Linked DNA regions of Mus musculus: region 2 is linked to region 1. The links are chromatin contacts, called in public Hi-C maps. All regions are on one chromosome and are shown on one strand. Each heading gives the region's core, a stretch centred on a gene start, on an enhancer-like site or on the middle of the called end of the contact. The rest is flanking DNA. Distances are from core to core; before and after follow the strand shown. Region 1 holds the start of Hdnr (Hand2 downstream lncRNA). Region 2 has its middle 24 kb from the start of Gm34099.

Region 1 (5,489 bases), core at 1,163-3,662:
CCTGGATGATATATAGTCTAGGTCAGATTAGCAATCATATCCGATGTTTAAAACACACCCTGAATTGTGACCCTGTTTCACTAGGGAATTGCACCCAATGGAGAAGAATTGGAGCAATAATTACTTTCTTCTTGGGAAAAAAAATATGTTTCTAAAGAAAGCGTTGGAATCAAGGACGAGTTAGGTAATGTGTATTAAAAAGGCCAGCAAGTCGCTGTCGTTGAAACCCAATCACAGTTCGTAGTTCAAGGCAAACTGCTTTTAATTGACATGGTGTATATTCGCCTGCTCCTCTCAGGGTTGCCCGGGCAGAGACGCCCCAAGAGTATTTATTTCTAGGGTGGAAACAAAACAACCACCCCCGTCTACCGCGTTAAGAGAGCGCTCCAAGATGGACTGCCGGAGAAAGGCTTTTTGACCCGGGTGGAAATTAGTCATATTGACAGACGCGCAGGAAAGGTAAATTACCCGGCGCGCTGACGCTATGCAGAAGCGCTCCGGGATCCGACTGCGCCGCGGCGCGGAGGGGGCCGGCTAGAGGCTCCCAGTTCTTTGCCCCAGATTTCCATCAAGGTTGTTAGCTTCTCTGGACCTGGGGTTTCAATGAGAAGGCGACTAAGCGAGCCCTAATAAGATGCCTGACAGGGGAAAGAAACAAAAATAAAGCAAACAGAAAGAGAGAAAAGATTTACCCTTTCTGAGCTGGGAGGTGAGCAAAGTACAGAGCCAAGAGAAAAAGCTAGCAAGGTCCGCAGAGGAAAGAAAGGGGGAGGAGGCTGCGAGGCACGGACTTCGAAGCTCTCGAGAGCCTAGGCCGCCACTTGGGAGGTCCCGGCCTCAGTCTGGCCAGGCCAACCACATCCCCGGGAGGATCGGAGCTAGGGCGGGTCACAATTACACCTCGGCTCCAGGCGAGGGCTTAAAACCCAAGTGGTGGGGACCGAAGTCTGGAAGCAAGGCCCCCGCGGTCATGGGGTGGGGGAGGCAGGCCCGTGCACAGGAACCTTTTTACAAGACATGTGGGTACAAGAAAACAAAATCAAAATAAACTCCTTTCATCCACCACGGCCAAAGAAAACAAAAGCTGTCTTGTAGAGGAGGTGAGCGGTCGTTTTGAAATTCAGCGTGTTTTGTTTTTATATAAAGAGTTTTTTCGATTTTTTTTAACCCGATAATCGAGGCTGGAATTGTCAGGGGAGGGGAGGAAGAACTTACATTGGCGGAGGTGAGTGGGGTTGGCATCATAGGTTTACCCCTAAGGTACTGCAGCCGTGCTTCTCAGCACAAGCTGGAGCACAAGCTGGAGACTGCTCGCACACCAGATGGCAGCAACATAGGCAGAGTCTGATGGTCCCATCTCATTTCTTTGCAAAAATTAGACTCGAGAAGGGGAACATTGGAAGGCATTTAAAGTGTGACATCTAGACTTGACCAAAGGCTCTAACTCGAAAGATAGTCACGGTGGCCACGGTGGCCACGGTGGTCACCGAGGAACCACTTTTTCCTCATGGCTGTAGGGTTGGGGCCTCCCCATCTATTTCGGGCTTGGATCCTGGGCTCAAAGGAAGGAAAGGATCAACTGCTTGGGCTTTGTTGTCAGGTTGTCGGGGTGAAGAAAGTGATGACCTTTCACGGGCAGCATCCCCACTCTGTAGAGGTGGCCGGTGGCTTCTCCGGACCTTCAGCGTGGCGTGTTATTTTTAGGTTTCTAGGCGCTCCGGAAAGACTCTTCTCCAGAGAGGTTGTGGGAGAAGGGGGCGGGGGTAATAGGGTGTTTAACAAGGCACACTACTTATTATTAAAGCAAAACAGAACAAAATGCACTCTCTAGATTCCTCTCCCGGGTTTCTGATGTTTGGTCTGCAAAAACCACGCCAAGATTCACTTTTAAGAAAACCTTGGGGGGAGGGTGGGTGGGGCCTAGAAACCGCTCTCTGCTGGGCTCGAATCCAGTGCTCTCAACCTTACTTTCCCCTTCTCTTCGGCCACTGCCCCTAGCCCAGAGCTGGCCAGAGTAGCTCTTCCGGAGAAGGACCGAAGGGCCGGGAAAAGGGAAGAATCTCCATCTCCGTTGCTTCTGCAGAGCAAAGGTTTGGAACATTTCTGAAACTACTTTTAAAGAACAGTTTGCAATAAGTTCCTATTTCTACAATACGATTTGCTGGGGGAGTATTGTGTAGAAACTTGGGCTTCCACCCGTCGTCCCCTCTCACCTTGAGGAGGCCTGGGTCCAGTCTGACCTCTCAGGTCGCTGTTCAAATCTCAGCAACGTGCTCTCTTCCTCTTCTTTAGGGTGCTTGGCTCCTGCAGACTCCCTCCCATTCTCTACCGGCACCGACCTCAACGGTAAGACTCAGCCTCCTTTTTTAGGACTCCACACTGCTTCTCCAAAGAACTAAGCTGGCTGGAGTCGAGACAAGGCGCCTTCAGTTTCTTCCTTTATCTCCCGCCCTCCCCGCCCCCAGCTTTTCCTCTCCAGAGTGTGTGACTCATTGGGTCCACCTTGAATTCCCCTAGCGACCCACTGCCTTAGCCCGCATCTCTCTACCCACAGGATTGCCTTGCTTTCCGGGTGCATGTGGGGGGACCTCAGTGCTGGTTCCACCACTTGGTGCCCTGAGCCTGGTAAACAGGGACACTCCCCCCCGCCCCCCCACTCACCGCATCTATGCTCTGAGTGGCCTTCAGGAGTCCAAGATGCACAAAGGAGAGACAGTGCAGAGAGAAGAGGAAGGGAGGGGATGGTGGTGGAGATAAACCCAGCATACACACACGCACACAAAACCAACTTTGGGATTGGACTGTTTCTATTTCAGACGACACGACCTGGATGAATGGAGTATCCGGAGAAGGTTTTTGAAGACGTTTAGGAGGAAGGGTGAGTTTTCTGTTGAGAAACTCAATCTGCCATACAGTAGCGGGCCCCATCTGGGATCTGTCACTGCTGACAGCACCACAGGGCACAGCCGTGATCTTCTGCACAGCCTGCACTCCTCGAAATACCCTCCTTAATCAAAGGATGTCTGCGCGCCGGCGCTCAGCTGACCGCGCCAAAGCAGAGAGGCCTAAGAGTTCCACCCCTCCCGCCCCCTCCCCAGGCTCACAACCTCCCCCAACCCTGTCTTTCCAGAGCATTAATTAAAAGCGGAAAAAAGACAGAGGCTGATGTCATTGCTCTCAGATCATAAACGTAAGAGTCATCCTGTGAGAATCCCTGAAAATGACTTTAATGAATAATTTCAGAGACAGTTATGGCTTTGGGTGATTACTGAGCGAGAATATGAAAACCAGATTTTCAAGGGAAGGCGATGGTCAGGCGGTCTGACCATCTCCACCCCCCATTAAAACCGCATTAGTTTCCCTTCCCAACTACTACTACAAACTTAGATTTTTGTTTCCAGGGTTTTTTCTTTAAAACTAAAGCCACAAGCAACAGAGACACAGACACAGACACACACAGACACACACACACACAGACACACAGACACAGACACACACACACACACACACACACACAGAGAGAGAGAGAGAGAGAGAGAGAGAGAGAGAGAGAGAGAGAGAGAGAGAGCATTTCTGTTTTATCCCAAAGACAAAAATGTCTGTGCCAAGCAACAATAACAATCTATCTTAAAAAGAAGGCCCCGGTGGATGACCATCATTCCTGTCTTTTCAGAAAGGAGGGTTTACCATCATCTTGGGTTAGAATACTATCTTTTCTGGCCTCCTCTAGGCAATACGTTTGATGAAGATTGAACACTCTGGCCTTGAGTAAGTGCATTGTTTGTTTTAAGTGACTTTTAACTGGCTGAGCAGCAAACATCATGGGAACAAATAATATGTTTCTGCAGGTCTCCATGACTTCGGTTATTGGTCACCAATGCTTGAAAGATGGCTTGGTATTATGTAAGGGAATTATATTTTGAAAGACTCCATTTAGTCATAAGAGAAGCATTAGGTTAGTTGGATCCAATGGGTTGTGTATTAAAAATATTATTTGAAGTTGAGTATAATGGTATGTGCCCTTAATCCCAGCATTTGGAAGTCAGAGGCAAGGGGATTGTCATGTTTCGATACTTAGTCTAAATAGAGAGTTTCTGGGTAAGTCTGTACTTTCTTACCAAGGTCCTGTCAGACACACTTTGGAAAACAAAAACTACTCAAGAAAGCAACTGAGGCATTGGTTGGAGGCTAGAATTGTCTACTACTCCATGATCATTATCAGAAAGGCTCAGCTTCCTACGAATCTAGCTTCTTTGGTTGGGGACATACAGGGAGAATCCCTGGGCCAGTGGACCATCTAAATTGACTCCACTCTCATATAATTTCTACCCGGAGCAAGAAAATACTGTAGGTCAGCATAGTGTGGATCTTTGTGGTTTTGAGTGACCTGGTTGAGAAATTGATTGTCTGAGCTAACCAGATTCCAACATTAAGGCAGACCATGAAGAACCCACCTGGCAACACTATTAAACAAAACAAAACAAACAAACAAACCAACCAACCAGGCTCCCTGCTTTTATTTCCTTTGCTTCTCAGCCAGGCCAGAGTCCTGACATCACCAAGGATCAGCTCTTCAGACCATACACTTGATTGTTTTCCCCATTTGCAGAGGATAGAAATGAATGGAAATGGGACACTCAGGGTGACATTTTTCTCTGACTTAGAGGGAATGGCCCCTTCCTAGTCTAGATCACAAGAAGGCAGGAGGAGTTTGTTCCGTAGACTTGCTTCGGGTGGTTGTGAAGAACTCTTGGGAATTCTTGATTCCCGGGCTTGTTTTAATATTCTCGGTTCCCTTACATGGAATTTGACATTATTTGTCTATTCCCTCAAAGAAAGGCCACCTTCTTTATCTCTCAATACAGTGTAGCCTCTGACTGAACAGGCAGTTTGCCCTGTTTGGTACATGAGAAAATAAACCCCAGGCTGCTGCAAGGCATCTATCTTTGATCAAGGTAAATTGATCAGGGATATGTCCAATTCTCTCTTGAAGGGTATAGACTTTAAAAATGGAGGCCTTGGCCTATTCTTTCTTCATATTTGATAGTGTCACCCTTACCCACATAAGACAGTAGTTTTGGTGGCTCAAGAAAAACATTCCTAAAATTCTGTACCAATTGTGGTGGTTGGTGTGGCCTCAGGCAGTGTTTCTAGAATTTTCTGCAGAAGTTTTAAGAATTCCAAGCTCTGAAATGAAGTCCCTGGCCTGGCCAATCGGAATTTTTGGAGGTTTTCATGAAATATGGGTGGGTTTGTAAGTTTGTTAGTTCTCTGGGAAACACAAATCTCCATCCTGGACAGCTCAGATACTGAGTTCATCACAGCACCTGTCCTGCCAGCCAACAGCTCGTCAGGGTCAGAGGGCGTGAGCATCTAGGTATCACACACAGATCTCCTTTCTCTGCTCGAGACGCCGCAACAGAACAGAGGACAAAGCTACCGCGCTAGTCGCCTGTCCTGCTCAAGAAGTGTCACCAGCTGGGCAGCTG
Region 2 (5,489 bases), core at 2,102-4,601, 94 kb before region 1:
TCTTGGGCCCTCCCTTTTGATGCAAGGTCATAAAGACTCAGGTTCTCACCTTGGTTTATGCTGTTGTTTGTTTTTTTTTACTTTATTTTATTTTTTTATTACAGGCTGTAGTTCTGCTTTATAAAGGAACAGGAAGTGAAAATAACCTTGGAATTCCAATCTTAAGTTGTTGTCGAGCGCCACCTGCTGTTTGTACTGAAAAGCAGCTTTAGAGGCGGGAAATATGCCTTTAATAAATACTTTAACCTATTGGCTATGTTTTACCACGGGAAAGAACCACGGCGGTGTTTTAGACAGCTGTCTGATTTTATGCAGGACTCAAGTCGTAGTAAAATAGCTCAAGAACAGTAGCTTACGCTATATTTCTTGAATTTCAGGTCCCGACTGTTCTTTAAGCCTACAAAAGAATTGAGTCGAAGTGAATTTCTGAAGAATATCCTTGTCCTTACTGCTGTTTCACAGGTGGACAAATAACATTTCCTGGACAGCCAACTGCTTTTTCCCCTGTATCTACACAGGATCTGTTTACTCTATGTGTCTCTTGACATGTGTGAATTGCAGTATAAATAATTTGCTACTGGTAATCGGCACAGATCATGAAAATTGCAAGGCAGGGGGTGACTCATTCAATTTTTATTGAATTATTGATTCTAAATTATTCATCCTCCCCAGCCTTTGCTCCCCTTTCCTGTGTATGCAAAAGACATACTTCTGGGCTTCCAATAGCTTCTTTGTCTTGACCAATGGGGCTTTCTTTGGTCAGTAGGGTGTGCTTTGAATGAATATGTGCCTGAGTGACTTCAATTAGGTCTGCCTTACCACTGACGGTCTCTACCAAAGCACAAAGCCTCCTCCCTCAGCTCCAGCTCCTGGAAGATGACATGGGTCACTGAACTAATCCCTAACAGAGGAGTTGAGCTTATCAGTCACAGCTGACCTATCTATGGTCAGCTCATGAGATGAATAGATGTTTTTTGTGTCTTTTAAATATTGTTGCTTGAGATCTTATTTTATTTATTTTACATGTATGGGTGTTTTGCCTGCATGCGTGTCTGGGCATCATCTGCGTGCAGTGCCCGAGGAAGGCAAAAGAGGGACCAGATCACCTGGAACTGGAGGTTGTTGGCTGATTGGGTTGGGTCTGGGAACTGAACCCAGATCTTCTGGAAAGGCAACCAGTGAGCCATCTCTGCAGTCCCTACACCTTTGTTTTTAATGTTTTCCAGCCACTTCTATTTTTCTAATGTTTAAAAGGCTTTAAATGTGGTAAAAATGTATACACATAAAAATCTATCATCTTATCAATTTTTAAGCGTACAGCTTGGTGCAAAATGCATTTATCTTGTGCACCCATCGCCACCGAATTTTCTTATCATTTCATCCTGTGACACGGAAATTCTGTATGCATTGAACAGAAACTTCCTGTTTCTCCTCACCTCTAGCACCTTTGGGGCACCGTCTTCATCACGACGGCCTCTATCAATGTAACGGTTCTCACGCCGTGACTTACATAGCCGTTCTCTTCTTGTGATTGATTTGTCTAGTGCAATGTCCTCTAAGTTCCTTCATACTGTTGTATATTTGATGTAGAATCATACTGTGCTGTGTATCTACTGTGTTTTGTGTATGCTTTCACATGTAGGTTGTTTCCTCCTGTGAGTAACTCTCAGCAACATTGCTGTGAGCCTAGCTATGCAGAACTCACTTCAAGTCCCCGCTTCCGATTCCATCGAGAGATGGGATTGCCAGATCATATGGTAACTCTGTTCTTATGTTGGTGCTTTCTACAACAGCTCGTCTCCCACCAGCAAAGCTCACCACATCCTTACTGACCCATTATGTGTTTCTTTTATGAGTCATCTTGATGCCTGGGAGGTGCTATCTCAATGTGGTTTTGTACAAACGTTTGCTTTTTAAGCTACGGAGGACTTGGGACTTTTTGTTTGTTTGTTTTATGTTCTTTGCTGTTGTCGATGATATTTTGTTTTGTTTTGGTTGTTTTCTGTGACGAAGGCTGACAGAGTTGGAACACAAGTCTGGCTGATTCCAAAACCTGCAGAAACTACCAGAGAAAAAGGGTATTGCCTCTAGAATGTGTTATTTAATTAATTTGTGATATGGGGAAAAAGAAGAGAGGGGGAGAAGGGAAGTGGTGGGGGAAGGGGGACCGGGAAAGGGAGAAACGGGAGGGAGAGGGGGAGGCAGGGGGAGGGAGATCACATTGTTAAGATTGTTACTCCCTCATTCTCTTTATGGCCCTTCTTTTTATCTTTGTAAAAATCACATATTAAGTCAAATGTAGTGGTGCATGCTTGTAGTCCCAGCTCTTGGGGGTGCAGGTGGGGGAATCAGAAATTCAGGGACAGCCTGGGTTACATGACATCCCGTCTCAAAGAAACCAAAAATAAAGTGTATGAAGCACTTTCTACCCTCTAATATAGTAGGACAGTGGTTCTCAACTTTGCTAATGCTGGTGACCCTTTAATACAGTTACTCATGTTGTGGTGACCCCCCCAACCAGAAAATTATTTTCATTGCTACTTCATAAGTGTAATTTTGCTACTGTTATGTATCATAATATAAATCTCTGATATGCAGGATATCTGATATTTGACCCCACACACACAGGATAGAGAACAGCTGTACTTGGCATTAAGCTTTTTAATGTTTGCAGCATGTTTCTCCTAGCAAATTTTAAGATAGAAAACATTTTTCCACTATAATCCCTATTTATAAAATGTGAGAGATAAAAAGTATTCATAATAAATTATTTATCTATCTATCTATCTATCTATCTATCTATCTATCTATCTATCTATTTATTTTTGATACAAAGCATTTAAGTGAATACACGAGGGGGCACTACCTGGGGAAAGAGGGGAACCATCCAGGGAGGGGCCAGGAATATGGGTCATGTCATTGTGGGAGGGGAGTAATTAAGTACAAAGTACACTGACATGTATATTTTAAAATATCACAATGAAACTATGCATGTTATGAACTATGTATGCTAACCTAAGACGAATAGATATCAAAAGAAAAATTTTTTAAATTAAAAATGATCGAATGGGGCTGGTGAGATAGCTCAACGGGTAAGAGCACTGACTGCCCTTCTGAAGGTCCTGAGTTCAAATCCCAGCAACCACGTGGTGGCTCACAACCACCTGTAATGAAATCTAATGCCCTCTTCTGGTGTGCCTGAAGACAGCAACAGTGTATCTATAATAATACACAAATCTTTAAAAAAAAAAAAAAAAAAGACTGAATGAAATAAAAGACCATTTCTGGATGCTTGCTGTGGTATTTTAATAACGTGGCCAGTAGAGGTCAGAGCTGAGTTTTAAAACATTGTCGATGGCAAATCATTTCATATCTGTGTTTACACAAGAGTCTGTTCATTCTAGGTGTCTCTTGATCTGTATGGACTGGGCAGTCACAATTGGCATGGATCATGAAAGGCATTACCTGGCAACAGATACCTCAAATTGGCTTCCCCTCTATACATGACCTGGTCTTGGAACTCAAGTAGAAAAGAAAGAAAGAAGGAAGGAAGAAAGGAAGGAAGGAAGGAAGGAAGGAAGGAAGGAGATATAAATTTTATTTCTGTAAGCTGGACTAGAAATAGACTTTAAGGCTATCCACAATTGTATAAATTATTGCTCATAAATAAAAGTTATATTCAATAAAACAACCAGAGGAGGCAATAAGTAATTGTAAAGCTATTTACCTATCTTAGCAAACATTTCCTACCCAAGTTTGTGCATGTGTGACTCTGTGTGGATATAACAGACTTGGTGGTTAATATTGGTTGTTAGCTTGCCCAGATGTAGACTTACCTAGGAGACATACCTTTGGCCGTGTCTATGAGGGTGTTTGCAGAGAGCTTCAACTGAGATAGGTTAATCTGCTTGCAAACTGGGGGTACCATTCCATAGGCTCATGCCCAGGACTGAATAAAAAGGAGGGAGTGTGTAGGTCACCAGTGTCCATTGTGCCTTGCCTTGGGCTGTAACCATCTGTCTCAGGCTCCTGCCACTATGCCTACATGTCATGATAGACTGTATGTAACCTTGAGCCAAAATAAATCACTCCTTCCACGGGTTATTATTTGTTAGTTTGTTGTTATTGTTTATTAGTTTAGATTTTGTTTTTTGGTCTTGGTAATAAACAACAGTAGTTAATATATCTTGTTAACACTAGAATACTTCACTGACATTTTTCTCTTCCTTTTTACAACAACAGTAAAATAAATGGTGAACCGAGGGTCACAGCCCACGACTCTGTCTAGAGTGTGGCTTGTTCACACTGGCTTGGTAGCTTGTGACTAAATGTCATAATGTGTAACAATGGAAAAGGTGGGCCCTAAGAAGTAATGACAACGGATCAGAAACAGGTCCTGTTCTTTTGATTGCATGTTTGTTTGCATGATCAATGAGTTCAAGGGTAATTCTTTGAGAAATAAAAGGAAATTTGCTTTTGCTTATGGCTTCCCACATACAAGGTCCTGTGGTGTGTGTGTTTGCACACCATCTCACTCCTTGAAGTGAACAATGTTGCAACAGCGTGGATGGTAAGTTCATGGAAACTGACTGACTGTTGAATGACTGAGCAAGTGAAGCATTCTTAGGGAGGGGGATTTGGTTTTGCTTTGAAGACATTGATACATTGCAGTTTCTAGATAGAAATAAATCCAATTTAACTTCAAGATTTGAGTAAATTTATTCTCAATGATTATTATTATTGTTATTGTTATTGTTATTCAGATGTCCTTTTGGGGAGACATTAAAACATCTTCCCTACTGAGGAATACTGATTTGTGTGGAGAGGTAAATCAAGAGAATTGTTAATTCTGTATCTCTGGAAAGTGGTCTTTCCCTTCGACACACACAACAATTATAGAATTCCTCCTTTTCCCACTTCATGGCCATTTTTAACTTATCGGGAACGTTATCTGTGGTGCCCAGTCGTGCAGGAGGGATGCCACCACTGAGTGTCACGCAGGCTGTAGCTGGCACTGTGGATAAACGAAGCAGCCCAAGAATCGTAATAGCTTGCTTACTCCTGCTGTGCCTCAGTGGATGGTGGGGCCTCAAGCTAGGAGGACTTTTTGTATTGGAACGTTAGAGGTGTTGGGTTCAGCTTAGTGTTTCTTGCAAACCAGAGAACATAGATTTTGTTCAAGAAATGTAGTCGTTGCCAAGAAAATGTAAGGGTAGAGTCTTTTGTGAGGTGGCAGGAGAGAGAGAGAGAGAGAGAGAGAGAGAGAGAGAGAGAGAGAGAATGGGAGGGAGGGAGAGAGAGGGACTTACTCATCCATGCTTTCAGTGTGGAACAGACAGAGAAAGAGGGTGGGGAAAAATCATCCCTGTAGGGGGTTCCCGGGACAAGGAACGCTCAGAAGGATTGGGCTCTCTGTCTCTTTCTCTCTGTCTCTCTGTCTCTCTCTGTCTCTCTCTGTCTCTCTCTGTCTCTGTCTCTCTCTCTCTGCC

Evidence for each region. Hi-C and Micro-C count contacts between places; a contact is called where the count stands out from the background.
Region 2: a Hi-C map of the N1E-115 cell line shows a contact between it and region 1, with 33 times the contacts expected there. The contact joins the enhancer-like site here to the promoter of Hdnr in region 1. A contact is called at or near these places in 8 of 39 promoter capture datasets (cranial neural crest, embryonic stem cells, frontonasal cranial neural crest and 5 more), 1 of 15 datasets of contacts at CTCF or cohesin (CD8 T cells), 20 of 484 Hi-C or Micro-C datasets (B cells, the HL-1 cell line, LSK cells and 13 more), 8 of 115 datasets of contacts at active chromatin or transcription factors (CD8 T cells, the HL-1 cell line, cardiomyocytes and 4 more) and 1 of 9 other capture datasets (adipose tissue).

Annotation. Positions count from the first base shown.
Region 1 is chr8:57,329,358-57,334,846 of GRCm38.p6, reverse strand. Hdnr (Hand2 downstream lncRNA) reads right to left here and starts at 2,412. Exons shown (of 3, transcript NR_131041.1): 1 at 2,214-2,412. It overlaps Gm34030 (a long non-coding RNA gene), which reads left to right. Exons shown (of 4, transcript XR_378998.4): 1 at 1-459; 2 at 1,999-2,090; 3 at 2,293-2,346; 4 at 2,817-3,156. RefSeq lists an enhancer at 1-1,719.
Region 2 is chr8:57,424,088-57,429,576 of GRCm38.p6, reverse strand. No RefSeq gene overlaps it. Among named protein-coding and RNA genes, the nearest start is that of Gm34099, 24 kb to the right of the region's middle. Within about 2 kb of position 3,351, at least 58 of the 459 cell types and tissues checked have an H3K27ac peak or open chromatin away from gene starts, as enhancers often do. A contact at or near this core is called in CD8 T cells, the N1E-115 cell line, Th1 cells and 2 more, where this site is marked.